Linked DNA regions of Mus musculus: region 1 is linked to region 2. The links are chromatin contacts, called in public HiChIP or PLAC-seq maps. All regions are on one chromosome and are shown on one strand. Each heading gives the region's core, a stretch centred on a gene start, on an enhancer-like site or on the middle of the called end of the contact. The rest is flanking DNA. Distances are from core to core; before and after follow the strand shown.

Evidence for each region. HiChIP or PLAC-seq counts read pairs in DNA pulled down with a chosen protein or histone mark.
Region 1: an H3K4me3 HiChIP or PLAC-seq map of bone marrow-derived macrophages shows a contact between it and region 2, with 3 times the contacts expected there. The contact joins the enhancer-like site here to the promoter of Borcs7 in region 2. A contact is called at or near these places in 4 of 39 promoter capture datasets (cranial neural crest, embryonic stem cells and neutrophils), 1 of 115 datasets of contacts at active chromatin or transcription factors (bone marrow-derived macrophages) and 2 of 9 other capture datasets (liver and pancreatic islet).

The regions. Positions count from the first base shown.
Region 1 is chr19:46,927,443-46,932,423 of GRCm38.p6, forward strand. The region is part of intron 2 of Nt5c2 (5'-nucleotidase, cytosolic II); the gene reads right to left. Among named protein-coding and RNA genes, the nearest start is that of Nt5c2, 32 kb to the right of the region's middle. Within about 2 kb of position 1,904, at least 49 of the 459 cell types and tissues checked have an H3K27ac peak or open chromatin away from gene starts, as enhancers often do. A contact at or near this core is called in bone marrow-derived macrophages and liver, where this site is marked.
Region 2 is chr19:46,687,688-46,692,040 of GRCm38.p6, forward strand. It overlaps Borcs7 (BLOC-1 related complex subunit 7), which reads left to right and starts at 2,219. Exons shown (of 5, transcript NM_025563.3): 1 at 2,219-2,398. The coding sequence starts at 2,261.

The DNA.
Region 1 (4,981 bases), core at 654-3,153, 240 kb after region 2:
CACATTTTGAAAAGACAGCAAGAGCAGGGTACCCTTGCTAATGCTGGGAATAACATATTTCAGGAATAAGAAAATCTATTTTTGCCAAAATAACCATGGCTAAATATCCATCAAGTCACATGTCTCACTCCTCTCTGAGTTGACTAATCACATTATCTACTCCATCAACACATTTACCGATGTGTGCTAGAATACACATCTCATTTTGTGACAAATATCACAGAATATCCTTTGGGAATAGTCAGAGCTACAAAACTTTGTATGTCCTTAAGATTAGAAAATAAGATCTGGCAAGTGGGTAAAAGTTCTTGCTGCCAAGCATGGAGACTTGAGTTCAGTCTTAGGACCATCAAAGAAGAGAACTCACTCGCTCAGTTGTCCTTTGACCTCTCCAAGTGCCTGCGGTGGCATGAGTTCCCACATACAAACATTTGCACGCAAACATGAACACACAATATATTAATAAAACATTTTAATTAGGAAAAATACATTTGAGAAACTTGCATCAAATATCCTTTCCTTTTCATTCAAAGCAAGTACTCTAAATCGTAGAATCACCTCCTAAACTTAAGAGAGCATCACTCCTATGCCCTCACTTCTGTGGTGATCTTTATGTGAAAACCTCACCTATAGTCTCAGCTTTCCTTTTCTTTCCCTAACATAAACTATGAACATAGAAGGAGGTATACAGAAATGAAATCTAATTTGCTGTGTAAGCTAAGCTGTAATAAGCAAAGGAACAACTGTTACAGAGAACTAAGCCAAACACAGTTCCTGCATGTATGTGCTAAGCTTTACAAATACACAAATACCCAAGGCTGAACGAGAAACCTTTGGCACAGGAGAAAATGTAACCCTGACCTCACATATCTCAGGACAGACTTCAACAGACACTTATCTCTCAGCTTGAGACTAATGGCCATTCCCCACCGAGTTTACAAATTAAATGAAGTGTAAGATATTGTGTCAACTACAAGATATTAACGGAAAAGCAAGCTCACTGACCCACATATTTCAAAACAAATAAATTTACATACTTGGGAAAAATCAAATTTCTCTACAAATACCAGGACCTTTCTGCAGATCTGCCCGTGCCAGCTTACTATGGTCTTACTAAACTATTAACTAGCAGAATAATTTCACCTATGTTCAAGAGCATAAACATATCTGTAAAAATTAAAAGCATGCTTTAAAACATGTAATTATCACCCAAAATGTTATGGCTAAACTAGGCATCCAATTATAAATCAGAATCATAAATCCAACTATCATCCAGAATTCCCACAGATAAGAGCTGTGAGCTGACACTCACAATTTCTAGGAGATACATACACAGGAACATTGTAAAACTAAACACAGACTCCAGTAAAAACACCTTTAGCAATATTTACTATCAAATCCCACAGCAGTAAGGCAAAATTCCATTCAGGTACAGATATTAGCTGCAAGAAATAAAACCATTACTACAATGTGCTTTAAGAATAGGGATCTAAGAGTCTAAGATTTAACATAAACATGCAACTTATTATATTTGAAATTCTGTAAACAGCAAACCTCTGGTTTGGATCTGACTATAATTCAAAGCAAAATTACCTCATCTGTCACTGGTTTCCGTTTGGCAAACTGAAACTATCTGGGTAAAGTAGTTTCTGAAGTCACATAACAAGATTCTTCTTAAAATCCCTAAAACAATTTTTGAGTGTGTGTGATGTTAACCTAATTTCTAAAAGACTGTTTAGCCCGAGCCAGGCCCCCTCACACCATGTATCTTCTGAGACAGTGTGGGAGAAAACACCTCTGTGTCTAATTTAACTTGTCATTGGATATCACTGTTGCTCCACACAAATCCATTTGGAATAGAATTTCTCTGGCAATGGTGAACTGCATCTGTAACTCCTCCCTTTGCTTAGGAGTCACAGTTTCCTGGCCAAGTGCCCAACAACAGTTACTGCAACAACAAGTGAGAGGACTGTAAAATGCTCTTGGTCGTCTATTTTCACTGTAAGCAGCTGCGGTGGTGCATTCAAGCTGCTAGCAGGAAACTACTCCAAATGCATCTGAGTACGTAAACTCAAATTATGAACTATAATAAATTAGTGTCATGTCTGCAAATGTCACTTAGGTCGAGGCAAGATAACTGCCTGGGGGCTGGCTCGATGGCTCAGTGGTTAAGAGCACCAACTGCTCTTCCAAAGGTCCTGAGTTCAAATCCCAGCAACCACATGGTGGCTCACAACCATCCGTAATGAGATCTGATGCCCTCTTCTGATGCATCTGAAGACAGCTACAGTGTACTTAGATATAATAATAAATAAATCTTTAAAAAATAAAAAGGTTAACTGTCAGGGCTACAGAATGAGACAAAAACAGGAAAAAAATCATGCTCTAATGTAGATTGATTATTTGTTTGTTTGTTTTTCAAGACATGGTTCTCTGTTTGGCCCTGGCTGTACAGGAACTCACTTTGTGGACCAGGCTGGCCTCAAACTTAGAGATCCTCCTGTCTCTGCCACCCGAGTGCTGGATTCAAAGATGTGAGCTAGCAGCACCGCCAGGGCATAAATGCAGACTTTTTGATATAAACAACCTAGCTGCTTTTCCCCCCAATCTGTTCCTGTTCCTGCCTCTGCATTTTTCCCCACTCAAGCTTAAAGCCGCATCCAATTATCTATGTGCCTTCCTTCACACTTCCAAATGTCTTTAGAATCCATGTCTTTCACCCCATTAACTTCGCAAGGTCATAATTCTCCAGAAAACACTTCCCACTGGTCTGTCCTCATCCGGATGCTGACTGCTCTGAGGCAGGGCTGCTGGAAACGTGATACCCAGACTAATGCTCTCACCACGAACATTTCACTAATCCAGGACACCACCCAGAGACTTCTATTACTTAGAAACTTTTATAGCAATTTGATAGAGAAATAATTTGCTAATATAATAATAAAAAGTCCTATAATCTCAGCACTTTTGAACAAGGGAGGTTAGCCTGAGCTACAAGTGAGAACCTATCTCAAAAAAGGAACAAAATGTTTTCTGTCTCTATGTAATTTGTTTTTACTATAGTTTAGAAATATTATCAATTGAAAATAAATGGGAAATGTTAAAAGCTAGTTACTGTCTTCCTAAATTATCTTTAGTGAGTGCTCAAAACTACTTAACTAATAAATTAGGAGCTCTTGAATCTTCAAGGAGTTGAAAGCCTTTTATTATTTTGCTAAAATATTAAGTATGTATCATCCATACCATGTAGCCTTTCCTGTTATTACCTATTGTTTGCTGGTTATTGCTTTATTAACCAAGCTGTTTACATGCTTGAGGCTTTGTTTATGCTGCTAACTATACACTGTCCACTACTGTTATAGTCAAGTTTCTCTGACACATGGCTCAACAGTTCAGAGCCTGTTTATCCTTCCAGAACCGAGGACCTGAGTTCAGATCCCATTACCCTTATCAGATGCCTTCTAACCATTGTAACTACAGCTCCAGGGAGCCTGTCATGTCCTCTCTGGTCTCTGTGGGCACCCATACATGTGGTAGACACAGACACACACATGCACAAATATTTACAAAAATGGAGTAAATCTTTTTTTAAAGAAAAAATATCCTGAGGTGGGTTGCCTCTGGGTGGTAGAGTGTCTGGATAGCTGGCGGAAGTGAGACAGAGTATCTCACTGTGTCAAAGAGCTATGCAGCAAAACGCGCTTCTGGTGCTCAGATTGCTTTTCTATTGCATGGAAGAGATTTCACCAACAAATAATTCCATAAGTATTTTATCTTACATTGTAAGTATTTTAACTACACATTCTACCATGCACATAAAATACTAAGTAATTCTCTTACCATTTGCTTGATTATAAATTTGAGACCAAAATCTATATATAGCCTTCTCAACACTAAACAGACACAACAGATAACAATAACTGGAATTTAAACTAGAAACTTAGTACCAGAATTTGAAAGCTTGTAGAAAGGACACATTCCTATTAATGGGCACAGGATTTCTTGTGGGGAAAATATATTGTTCTAAACTTAAAGAACTAGAGATACCATTTGGCTGAGTCTAGCAAGCACAAGACCCTGAGTTCATCAATCCCTAGAAAAATAAATGGCAAGAAGGAAAAATGAGAGGCAAAAGAGAGGAGAGAGAAGGGGAGCAGAGGGAGAAAAGAGGAAGGGAGGATGGTAGTTCTACTGGTTGCACAATTCTACATATATTAAAGCTACTGAATTTCACACTCTAAAAAGAAATTAAAATGGTGTATTTACTGAATTCCAAAACAATGCCACTTACCAGCATTCTGTTAAGAACTTACAGATAAGACCTTCCTGGTCCTGGAGAGCAAACCTAAGGTCTGTGCTTGTTGTCCAAACCACCCATCACTGGGCTTCACTCTACCACCTAAATGGATTCTGAAAAATCACCAGCTCTGACTGGGCATGGTGGTGCACGCCTGCAATCCCAGCACTTAAGAGGAGGCGGCAAGTGTATCCCTGTGAGTTCAAGGTCAGTCTGGTCTGGATAGCTGGTTCCAGGCTAACCAGGGCCACACAGTAAGACCCTCTCTACAAAAACAAAACAAAACAAAAAACACAAACAAAAAACCTTTAAGTTCAGATATACACTAGGATTCTCAGGAATCATTATAAAAGCAAAAATCATAGAGTACTACTTTTTACAGTTAGGAGGGGACACATTTGGTCCCAGATCATACCAACAGAACAGCAGCTAGTGCTTTCTGTCTGAATAAAATGCCTTGCATCATTGTTAAGGTGAATTATATTGATTTTATTTACATAGATAATATTTAAAAGTTCAAGAATCTGCCCCCTTAGCACAGGGCACAGTGCTTTGATCTCCTAAAAAAAAAAAAAAAAAAAAAAAAAAAAAAAAACCCACAGGGAAAAACCAACACTGAGACAACTATAGAACGAAATTTAAGATGATTCAGATTGACAATATCACCAATTATAAAACTTACTT
Region 2 (4,353 bases), core at 969-3,468:
AGTCCTAGAAAACTGCAGGTTTATAGCTGGGAAAGGAGAAAGTCCACAGCTGTAATAAATTTAGGCTTTAAACATGGCTTATTGGGATTTTAACATTTTTATCTGAAATAACTCTGTTGTCATGATGCATGATTTTAAACACACACCACTCAGGAGGAAAGGGCAGGTAGATCTCTGTAAGCTGGAGGCTAGCCTGAGCTACATACTTGTCTTAAAAACTAACGAAGAGACATCTTATTCAGCGGTACTAACAATAGCCTGGGAGAATTAAAATATGAAGTTAGTGTTAAGCTATGACATTAAAGCCAGCAAGTTAGTAATACTAGATAAAGGACTGTGCATAACGAGGTAAATCATGTGTCAAGTTTTTTAAAAAGAATAAACAGTAGCTGGAAAGATGGCTCAATGGATAAGAGCAAACATTGCTGTTGCAGAAGCCCAGAGTTTGATTCCCAGCACCCAACCCTTTATGAATAGCTTGCAACCACCTGAGCTCCAGGGTATCTGATGCTGCCTTGGGACCTCTGAGGGCACCTGCAGGCATGTGCACAAACCACTCCCCCTCCCCCAACACACACATAAAAATGCACACAAGTAAAAATAAATTGCCAGGTGGTGGTGGCAAATGCCTTTAATCCTAACACTTAAGAGGCAGAGGCAAGAGGATCTCTATGAGTTCAAGGCCAGCCTGGTCTAGAGAGTGAGTTCCAGGATAGCCAGGGCTACATAGAGAGACTCTGTTTTGAACATAAATAAATAAAAGTAAAAAATTGAAGATGGAGACATGACTCAGTGGTTAAGAGCACTGACAGCTCTTCTAGAGGTCCTGGGTTCACTTTCTTGCACCCACACTGGAGAGCTCACATAGGTCTGTAACTTTGATTGCACAGATCAAACACCCTCTTCTGGCCTTCAAAGGCACACGCGTCCACATGGTACACAAACAGATAGGCAGGCACATACTTATAAATAAAATAAAAATAAGAAATAAACTATAAGTAAACAAATGTACAGAAAGCAGAGCTGACCTACAGTAAAATTTTGTTTGAATTTTTTTTCTTTTTCCTCTTTTTTAAAGATTTATTTATTTTATTTAGGTGAGTACACGGTAGCTGCCTTCAGATGCACCAGAAGAGGACATCAGATCCCATTACAGATGGTTGTGAGCCACCATGTGGTTGCTGGGAATTGAACTCAGGACCTCTGGAAGTGCAGTCAGTGAGCCATCCTCCAGCCCAAGAATTTTCTTGGATGAACTTTTTTTTTTTAACCAACCTCTACAGACTCTCAATTTAGGATTTTCAAGTTCCTATTGCTATCCACTTCTTTCAGAGGTCCCAGTGTACATCATTTGACTCCATTGCTTTGGGATTATGGCACCACAGTGCACCATGTGGTGGAGGGTTGTTCACTCCAAGGTCGGGATGGAAAGAGAGACAAAAAGGGACCAGGATCACAATATCCCTTCAAAGGGTATACTCCAGGGACCTAACATCATAGTAGGACTTGCTTCCAAAGTAATTATAAGCAGAGTTTTAATTAAAAGGCTATTCATAAATACAAACTACTAATGATTAAAAAAAAAAAAAAAAGCCAGGTGGTGGTGGCACACATAGATGGATCTCCGTGAGTTTGAGGCCAGCCTAGTCTACAGTCAGGACTACACAGAGAAACCCTGTCTTGAAAACACATACGCACACACACACAGAATTTAATGATGTTGACATTTCTTTACCTTAGTCATTTGAATTTCATTTTCTTTGGCCTGTGCCCTTTGCTAATTTCAATAAAATATGTTAGAATTGAACAGGGTCTCTATTTTATTTTATAGATATTTTATTTTATAGATGTGGTCTCATGTATCACAGGTCGGCCTCCACTTGCTATACAGCCAAGAAAGACCCTGAACTTCTGACAGAGTTGTATTAATGTGCCTAGGTAACGCAGTGCTGGCCCTAAAACAGATAACAGAAGACACAGGGGTTGAGTAATTTGTAGCCACATCACTCCTTGGGATGCTATCCAGATCTTCTGACTCTAAACTAGAGATTCACCTAAATTATATTCTATCCCCTCCAGGGTAGCCTGCCTAAACGGTATCCTCCTTCCATGTCCATCAACTGAACATTTTAAGTAATTTTAGTAAGCAGTTTGAGCTAAGCGCATGCGGTCCTTCCTCTTCGCACGATTGGACGGTTGCGTCTCTTTTGGCCCCAGGGACTCGCCGTCGTCCGGCTGCGGGTGATCGCTAGTTGAGGTGATGGCGACTGGGACGCCGGATTCGCAAGCCCGATTTGGTCAGTCCGTGAAGGGGCTTCTCACGGAGAAGGTGAACACCTGTGGCACCGATGTAATCGCGCTCACCAAGCAGGTGCTGAAAGGCTCGCGGAGCTCCGAGGTGAGCGGGGCGTGGGCTCCCCGGGCCCAGTCCTCCTCCCAGCGCTGGCTCCGGGAGAGGCGGCGCATTGCATCCTGGGGAGTGTAGGCTTTTGGCCCAGGCGCGTGTTGCATTCTGGGTGAGTTTCTTCAGTTTAGGTTGAATGCTTGTAGTTGGAAGAGATGATGGGTGGGAAGGGGAGAAGCACAGGCGGGCAGATGAGCTGCGGCTCCTACACAGTGCCTGTTTGTGTTCATGGGCGTCTGTAGTGAACATCAGTCGCTTTTCGAATCTCGGCTTGGCGATGGCCTCAACTTCCAAGATTTCTTACACCTCTCTCTTTGTGGGTTTATTCTTTATATTTCTGGCCAAGCTCTTCACTGTTTCCTAGACAAGCTTTTTCTTTTGCCCTACCATCTCCTCCCCCTTTCTCCATCCTCCATCCGATTCTATGAATGGAATGATTTGATGACACGTACACGCTGCTTGTTGAGGTCGTTATCTGCCCTAGAGAAACCGTGTGCCCACACAAAGACACGTACATGTTCATACACTTTTCCTCATGAGACAACTCACACGCTCATGGACAGGTAAACGGGCATATGAGATGCAATGACCTCGTCTTTGGTATGTATTTACTAATGGAAAATTAAACGTATGGCGGTGCCTAATGGGCACACCTTAGTCTGAGCTCTCAAGAGACCTGGGATACAGAAGGGACTGCTTAGAAAACTTCCAATTTCACCTTCCTTAGTAACCCCTACCTTAGTAACCCTTCGGCAAGTGGTTACCGTTTCCAACTTAGTTTTCATAGGAACGGCACCTGCTTTCCTATGTAGTTGCAATAATGACACACTATGTTCTCAGGCCTTTGGATCTGTGCATGGATGTTCACAACATCTGACTTATATTACTTTAAACCTGCAGTGTAGCAAGAGCTGGCTTTCACTGACAGTGGCTGCAAAACAAAATAAAAATCCCATTACAAGAAGTGCTCGCCCTTACTGTATAACAGCTGTTGACATTGCTGACCTGATGATCTCTGGTGACATGTTTTGCATGTGGTCCCATCTGACACGTTGCTTTTAGGAATCTGTGTCAGGGGAAAGTTTGAAGAAATTAAAGAATTGTTATATTGCTTTTTTTTTTGCAGATATAAATTATGCAAATCATGGTTTCACCATTTGACACTTTATCATGGTTGCACAGAGTTCCTGGGTCGTTTTTTGTTGGCAGTCAAGTTGACTTTCCTTTCTTTTTTTTTTTTTTTTTTTTTTTGCTATTTCTAGATTCTGTTTCTTTTGTAGAAAGTGTATGTGTATGTAAAATGTTGCATACATCATACAAATGTGCACACACATTCTTCTAGATAAACAAATTGGGGGAAGAAATGCTATAAATAGGCTTAAACTTTTTAAAGGTGGGTTTGGGGCCAGCAAAATAGCTCAGCAAGACAAAGTGTGTGCTACCAAGCTGGACCATCCAAGTTTCTGTCCGAAACTGGGACCCATATGGTGGAAAGAAAAAAAAAACCAAACTTTGAAAAGTTATCATCAAGCTTCCACAAGTGTGGAAGCCATGGTACACACATCCTTTTCTCTCCTCCACAGATTAAGTAAATAAATGCAATTAAACTTTTTTTTTTTAAAGCCAAGTATAGTAGCACATGTCCTTAATCCCCGCAATTGGGAGGAAGAAGCAGGCAGAGCTCTGTGAGTTTGGTCTACAGAGTGAGTTCTAGCTTAGCCAGCCTGGCTGTCCTGAAACTCACTCTGTAGACCAGGCTGGCCTCAAACTCAGAAATCTGCCTGCCTCTGCCTCCCGAGTGCTGGGATTAAAGGTGTGCGCCACCACGCCTGGCAAGAGATGGTATTATATTTAAATCTAGTATATATTGAACATCATAATGAATTTACCTTTGCATGGTACTAGTTGGACACGCTACCAAAAAAATCACTGCCACCATTGGTTGCCCC